Linked DNA regions of Rattus norvegicus: region 2 is linked to region 1. A link is a contact called in public Hi-C data. All regions are on one chromosome and are shown on one strand. The core of a region is the stretch at or near the end of the contact, and the rest is flanking DNA. Distances in the headings are between cores, read along the strand shown. Region 1 has its middle 45 kb from the start of C7h12orf50. Region 2 has its middle 200 kb from the start of C7h12orf50.

The links. A called contact is a pair of places that touch in the nucleus more often than the background predicts.
Region 2: a Hi-C map of the A7r5 cell line shows a contact between it and region 1, with 5 times the contacts expected there. The contact joins two enhancer-like sites. A contact is called at or near these places in 5 of 12 Hi-C or Micro-C datasets (the A7r5 cell line, the Rat2 cell line, Schwann cells and 2 more).

What each region holds. Positions count from the first base shown.
Region 1 is chr7:37,341,568-37,345,637 of GRCr8, reverse strand. No RefSeq gene overlaps it. Among named protein-coding and RNA genes, the nearest start is that of C7h12orf50, 45 kb to the right of the region's middle. Within about 2 kb of position 1,672, at least 1 of the 93 cell types and tissues checked has an H3K27ac peak or open chromatin away from gene starts, as enhancers often do. A contact at or near this core is called in the A7r5 cell line, where this site is marked.
Region 2 is chr7:37,491,479-37,495,604 of GRCr8, reverse strand. No RefSeq gene overlaps it. Among named protein-coding and RNA genes, the nearest start is that of C7h12orf50, 200 kb to the right of the region's middle. Within about 2 kb of position 2,799, at least 1 of the 93 cell types and tissues checked has an H3K27ac peak or open chromatin away from gene starts, as enhancers often do. A contact at or near this core is called in the A7r5 cell line, where this site is marked.

The sequences.
Region 1 (4,070 bases), core at 423-2,922:
CTCTTCAGATAAGAGCAAAGAGCAGCTACATTCTCCACAAGATTCCATAAAACAGTCTCTAGGCCACATATTGAAATTCTCCACTAAAACCTCTTGGGCCACATCTACACAATTCAAATCACTCTCAGTAATAAAGTCTTTCATATTCCTACTGATAGCCCATTAAACCCCCATTTAAAGCATTCTAGTGCTTTCCAAATCCAAAGTCCCAAAATCCTCATTCTTCTAAACAAGAGTAAGGTCAGGCCTATCACAGCAATACCCCAGTCCCTGTTACTAACTTCTGTTTTACTGCTATGAACAGACACCATGACTAAGGCAACTCTTATAAGGACAACATTTAATTGGGGCTGGCTTACAGGTTCAGAGATTCTGTCCATTATCATCAAGGCGGGAACATGGCAGCATCCAGGCAGGCATGGTGCAGGAGGAACAGCGAGTTCTACATCTTCACCTGAAGGCTGCTTGCAGAATACTGGCTTCCAGGCCACTAGGATGAAGGTCTTAAAGTCCACATCCACAATGACACACCTACTCCAACAAGGCCACACCTCCTAATAGTCCCACTCCCTGGGCCAAGCATACACAAACCATCCCAGTATGGTTATACAATTTGTGACTTTCATATACCCTCCCAAACTTCCAAAGAGCAAGGACTAGTTTGTTTTGACCAACTATTTAATTCCTAGTCCACAGAATTTGGCTGTGTAATAGAAGCCTAATAACATTTCATTTAAAAAAAAAAGACTATAAAGAAAAATAAATAATAATAGTTAAAATTTTATTATGAGCTCATGTGCTCTGATATACCAGGCACTATTGTGAGATGTTCATATATAGACTGAAGGATTTGGGAGGAGGAAAGGGAGAGGCAAATAATATAATTTCATTATAATCTCAAATTATAAGGCAATAAAATCATAGTTATAGTGGTTTATTTTTTGTACCAATGAGAAAACGGTGAGGCGAGTTTTATACACGACAGTGACATTTTATGAGTATCATATTTGTAAATACCATTGTCAGAAAGCATTTCTTGAATTAGTGCATTTGTGGTCAACTGCTGAACAGAGGATGACCATGAAATGGCATAAAAAAAAATAGTATCTTGGCCTCTCAGTGCCTCTTTCTTCCACCACTGTGATACCCCCCACCCTGTGAGTGTGTGTCTGTCTGTCTGTCACACAACACATACTCCTTAATTGATTTATCATATAACTCAATATCTCCACTGAACAGTATACATCAAGTCCAAATTAAAGTTTTGTTGCCTCCTTATATATTTTATTTATGTTTTCAAAAAAACAAAATAGAATCCCAGTTTTATACCATCGTGTGCCCTTCTTATTCTTACTGTAAATAAAGATGCTCCTTCTTTGTGCTTTTCACACCTTTATTAGCTCTTCAATTCTGTACTTTCTCTCTGCCTGACCCAATTTCTTTTCTCATTTTGTTTCCTGCATCCTCCTCTATTCCCTGATGGAAAGAGATTCTCACCCCATCTCAAGCATTCATGACTTGCTGGTTTTAGTAAGGCCACGGGCAACCATGTCATCTTCTTTTGGATGAGGAACATACACCAAAGCCATAACCTAGCCCTGGAGAGGAATACCAAATTGGAATGGAGGCAACCTAGGCTGCTCTCTTCTCTAGCATCGTGCAGTTCGTTGCTGCTAACGCGATTTCAGCCAAGGCATCAAGAGGAAAATGTGCCTTGGGGTGTCCCCTGCTCTATCCTTCTTTATGCTTTTATTTTCAAATAGTATAGAAGCCCCCAAGCTACATTATAGCTCCTCCGGAACCTTATGAAAACGAAATACCGTTTTCTTTCTATAAAGTCTCTTCGATGAAAAGGTTATGCTTTGTTTACTTTCATTTCTGAAGGCTCCTACTGTTAGCATCAGCGAGGTAGAAATAAATGTGTCCAAACAAAATGTCTTATTGGGAAGGAGGGCTAGATTTACGTCCCGTTTCTGTGACCGTGCTGCCCCCTAGCGTTCAGAAGGTGGTAAATTTCCTTCAATTCATGACAACTTGAAAGTTGTGACTTAGGAACAGCATTGCAGTGAGAATAATTGTGTCTTGTAAGCCATAGCTGCGCTCAAAGAGGCAAAGAGGGGCGGGGTGGTTAGGCACAAATAAGAATTACATCAAACGTTTTGAAACAACAATCCTGATCAAGGTGATTAGTAAAGAGTTGAAAGCAGTCTGAGGGTGAGTGGATGGTTACGGACAATGTTATTGTAGACAGGTTGTGGCATGGCATATTGTGGAGGCCTTTCTGTAAATTGATCCATCTGAAAGAATCTTTTGTGATCATGCCTGTCAGGAAACCGAATGCAAGAACAATTTCTTCCTTTGGAACCTCTCTCCTATGTTGTCGATGGATTGAAGGAAGCAACTCTGTCTTGATCGCTGTAGTTTTTGCCTTTCACATTTCAATCTTATTATTTCCAAGTGCTATTCGAGGGTTTGGCTCTGTTGTTACTGGTACGCTTGTTACAAGGTCTACATTCAGAGATAAATGATTACACTTTAAGTAGTAAATAATACAGTGCATTGTAACTTCGTAAGATATGAATACATTTTTCTTTTTACTTTTGTAAGATACATTCACCAACATTCTCAGTTGTCATCAGGCATTCCCTTCAATCTGCCTCTTTCTGTCTGTCTCTGTCTCTGTCTCTCTTCCTCTCTCTCTCTCTCTCTCTCTCTCTCTCTCTCTCTCTCTCTTTCTCTCTCTCCCCCTTCACTGCTTGTGTGTGTGTGTATGTGTGTGTGTGTGTGTGTGTGTGCTTATGCATTAACTTCAAGTATTTTCCTCAGGCACTATTCACATTAACATCTCGAGTCATGGCTTCTTCCTGACCTGGACCCATGGTGTAGGCTGTTATCCAGTAAGCCCTAAGCATCCACTCATCTCCAAGCCACTGGGATTACAAACATGTACTACCACCTCACAGTTTGTTGTTACTTTGATGGGTTGATTGGTGATTGATTTCTAAGTCTTTAGTATTTCTTTAGATTCAAATTCTACTCTTCCCTTTCACATTAACCTGGAAGTCTTTGTGGACTATGGTACTAAATGCACCAGAACTCAGCCTTTTCTCAATGTGTCACAGCCCCTCTTGACGCTCGCAACCAGTCTCTGGTTGGTGTTGCTAAGCCTTCAGCTGCTCTCCCTGAGGCCTCAGCTCCCCTCCAATTTAGAGTGCATGGGCCTCAGCTTTCCCTCAGAAATGGAAAAATGGACTACACACTATTCCTTCTCACATACATTTCAAATGCCTTCCCTCCTCTCCCAGGGAAAGACTAACTTCTGGAACTCACGCACACAGTTCGTGCCTGCCTGAGTCCATGTCAGGTCCTCCCTCACTCAAAGACAATACTCAAAAAGACCTTAATGTTGCCACGAGCTTCTCTAAACTGTAAGCAGATTTTGAACGCCCCCCCCCCAGCCTCTAACCTCAATTTCCTTAGAGCATTTACCTTAGGAAAGTTGTCATTGTAAATGCTGTTCCCTGGCTCCCTTTAAATAAGTACTTCTGTGCCTGATCTAAAATTCAGGAACAATCTTTTCCATGTAATCTTCAAGGGACACTCCACCTTACTTCTTTCAGCTTCTAAAAGAGGGGGAGCCTACCATCCCTTACCCCAGTTGTAACGCTGTCTGAGATGGGGAGGGAACAACAGTTTCCTTTTTACTTTATTTTTCTTTTCAGTAAAGCCAATAACAGAAGCAGATGGTCCAGCCACCCCTCTTCACATCTCCAGTCCTTTGGGGAGTTGAGTTCAGCTTCTGGGTCATATCACATATAAAGCATCTTCTCCCTCCTATCACCTCGTCTCCAGCAGTTTGTCTCTGAAATGCAAGTGCCCTTGTTCCTTCAGTGCGTATATTTGAAGTGTCCTCCTCCTCCTTGTACAAAGCCTTGGTGAACTAGGCATAGTAGGAGGTGAGGAAGCATGACGAGCCAGCCTGGTTCCTTCACAAGACTGTTCAAGCTGTCACTCTATCAGTGAGTTCTCCTTCCTACATTAAACAGCAAACTGCCCCACCTCTACTCTCC
Region 2 (4,126 bases), core at 1,550-4,049, 150 kb before region 1:
TAGTATTTGTAAGGAAATAAAACACATAACTATCTTTGATGCCACTAGCAGGGATTTAGCACTGACCTGAATAACCACCAGTGCAAGCTACTTGGGTATCTCTTCTGTTCCTTTAAAAAAAAAAAAAAAACAAAGAAACTTGGCTCAAGTAAAATTAGACAGAACAGTTGAACAGCAAAACTGATTTAATTGGGAAGATCGCAATGGAGACAAATTGGACTCAACTCCATTGAAACAAAGACGGGGAAGCTGGGAAGAACTAAGTTGGAGGTGGGAAACTAGAGGGAATGTGCTGGAGGACTTGAGGAGCAAATGGGCTGTATGCTTAGGGCTAGGCAAGAAACACTTTGCAGTGACTGACATTGGGCGGTTCCCCTCCCACACCGTACCAGATCAGACCCCACCCTTACCCCTTGTATCCATGATTCCATTTCAAGACTTGTCTCCCAGGTCCTTGAGAAAGACAATCCTGGGTTGTAAAGACAGCAAGATGATTCATAATTTAGAGAGAGACAGACACAATCACAGACACAGACACAGAGACACACAGACACACAGACACACAGGCAGACACATGCCCTGGTCAAGGGAAGGTCAGGAGCTTGTAGTCCATGGGAAGTCTATCCAGTTACGGGGAAACATAAAACACCATCTAGGTAACTTGGGAAAAAATCTGTATTTTTCTCGCTATGACATAGAATACAAAGTGCTTACTCCTGTACCTTTATGAATCGCTAACTTTAGATATTTATTCGATACATATTCACAGGTACTAGACATCTATAGAGTTACACGTACAGGATTTAAACCAGAAACTATGAGAAATTAAAAATATAAAGCAAAAAGGGAAAAAGATACTACTATGGAAAGACTAGGGAATTATGGAGCCAATGACTGTGTGGGTTTGATAGATGTTTAATGTTTGTAAATACCATAGCTCATTACTTAAAAGAAAGATGAATGCAGTCATTTAAAAAAAAGCATTTGATTTTTCCTATATCATTTATCATTTAAAATCTACATCTTAGTATTATACGATCTATTAGGAGTCTACAGAATTTATCAAAATATAGAGCCAGCTAAGTTGAAAATGGGGTCCGTGAGATGGCACAATGGGTACCGGTCCTTGCCACCAAGCTGACCCCCTGAATTTGGTCCCTGGAACCCGCATCAGGAGAGGAGAAAATGTTCCTATGGGAAGTTTGCCTTTTACCTTCACACACAGCCATGCACAATAAATATATCAATCAATAAATATGAAAGCATTTGTAAGTACAAGCAAAACTATGCTGTGACCCTTTAATACAGCTCCTCATACTGTGGTGATCCCCAAACATAAGATGACCCTGAGAAAGGTTCATTCGATCCTCAAAGGTGTCTTGGCCCACAGATTGATGAACCACTCACTCAAGGAGAATGACAGAGGCTGAGAGGAAGGTGAAGAAAGCAGAATGGAAAAGGTAAGGAGTACTGGTTAATGTGTTTGATGTCCATTACAGTTGCATGGAAATACCCTTATGAGAAACATACCATGGAGATGGGTGTAGGCGATGATACGGTTTAGGAGAAAATATCTAGCCCTATTTAAGGTACTAACTTTAAAAAAATAATGAACACTGTTTCCCTTTTGCTTGCTCATTTGTCTGTTATTGATTTGAACTGCTGTCATTTCTATTACCGGAAGACACACCTGAATATTTGCCTCTTTAGTGTTTGGATATGAATTTGCCTGAACAAAGAATCGCGCCAAGAAACATTTGGGGCTTTGTTTATTGAACTTCCACATATTCCCTGTAAGAAAAACCTCAAACAAATTGGGCTTGAGGTTCTGGTCTGAGTGATTGGAATCATGGAAATGCCACTTCACATCTAAGAAAAGAGATTTCAGAATCTATAGAATCTCAGACACATACATAAATGCTATACCCTCTAGGGCCAAGCACATACACGGAGATACCCACCCATTCCAGAGAAGAAATTTGTTTAGGGACTTTTTAAAAAAAATTGTAAAATACTGAATATCTTCAATTAATATATGCATAGTGATAATTAACAAATTCAGTGATCTACCATAATAAATGGACCAAAAGGTCATTTTTCTGCTGTATTTCACAGGAGGGCAAAAACGTTTCCCTTCACATCTCTGTACAGTTTTTGAGATGTTTTTAAATTTTTACCTGGCCCCATCACAGCATAGTGCTTCAAACTGTGTTTCATTTTGTAACAGCCAAGCCAAGCAAACATACCCGTATCTCACTACCACTCATGTATTGGCGGAATTTGGCTTCTCGTTATACGAGGTAGAAAAGGGACTTATAAATTATTGAATGCCTAACAAAATAACTGAACTTTGTGATTTTATAAAGCACAACATAAAAAATTCAAGTGGTCTGAAAGCTAAGCCTTTCATTTGAGTGGTAAAATGGGGAACAGTTTTAAAACAGAACGCAAGTGAAATTTTTCATCCGTAAAGTCGATGTCATTGATTAAAAGCGTGTGTGGTTAGACTGCCACCTAGTGGTGATGTACACCAGCCCGCTTGCGCCTGAGAGATCTTCACATGACGCTCCCTAACTCCACTTTTCTAGTAAACCGGTGAGATTTTTGCAAGAATAGAGACTGAAACTAAGGAAGTGAAAAGTGTTCTGTTGGAAGAGATTCTTAGAAAACATCACTGAGGGAAAACAGCAGAAGCTAGAAACTGATAGAGTCTTTAATTTCTCCACAAAGCTTAGTGTACAAAGAGACCGGATGTGAGGGAAGGGAGGGCGGGGGGGGGGGCGTGAAGCCCATGTTTCCTATGGTTCTTGAGTCAAGCTGCTCTTGGAGCATGTTACAGTGGTGGAATAGTTGTGCATCCTCAACAAAATGAGTAAGAAAATCCTCCTTGTACTACTTCTCAGTACTGAGAATTCAAAGCCAGGAACTGTGTCTTCCTTAAAATAGATATATATGTACATATACACATATGTCTATATATGTATGCCTATATATATACATACATACACATATATATATACATATATATTCATAAGTGTGTGTCTGTGTGTGTATTCTAAATTCCTTTGCCCTTATTTAAGAGAAGAAAAAAAAATCTATGATTCACCAAACCAGTGTTTAGAACCCCTAGAAACAGAATAGCATTTTTGTAGATGAGAGAACTAAAACATTTGCTTTGTTTTGTTTTGAGGGGCAGGTGTATGTAGGTTTTTAAGTCAAATCCCTAAATTTAAAGAATTAATGCCCGAGGAGAATCCGCTTCCAGAACCTGGATTCAAGTTGAACAGTCTCTGGACTCTGTGTGATGTGATGCTCTCCCTCTGATGTGCTTTCCACAATCGCTACAGTCAAATGCTGGAGAGGCTGTTCTTAAAGTTTATTTGTCCCATTGGCTCTGCTGAAAACATGCAAACATTTCTTTCCTAGTGAGTCACAAGCACGGGGTGAGCATACTGCAGGCAGTCAGTAGTTGGGAGTTTGCTCTTCCTTTAGCTACATTTTGTCTTCCCTATCTCTAGAGATGATTTTTTTCCTCCCTCTTGTACCAGCCAGGAGACAACAAGTCTGTGCTTGTTGACAACTTTCTATGATGATTGATTCATTTAAAGCACTAAGAGTCCATTGTCCTCATTTTCATAGGCATTGAGGTGAACTTAAGCAGAATATGACAGAAAACGTGGCAAGCGACAATTCCCCCCGGCAGCATAAGTGTGAGATTCACGTTCTCTGATGGGTAATACAGATATGAAGACCAAAAACCCTTGGGGATGAGATTGTGAAGTCTGTTATATGTCCTCTTCTATAAGATACCTCCCCTGTGTATACCTACTCCTGCCCCCACTGACTTTAAGTGTGTTTTTGTCAAGCAGTTAAAAGACAAACCATAATCAATTCAGCAAACATGAAATAAAAATTATCGTCAAACCACTTTCTGGCAGTGGATGCTGTTTCAGCTCCTAAGATCAAATTCTTTTAATTTTTCATAAAACTATTAAGTGTGTTTCAACCCAGGGTTTTCTAAAGAGATTGCTGCCAATTTTCTCACAAAGGGCTTCCAGTGAATCACAATACCGTTGTTTTCATCTGTATTCAATCATGACTAACAGCACCAAGCCTCAGAAGACTT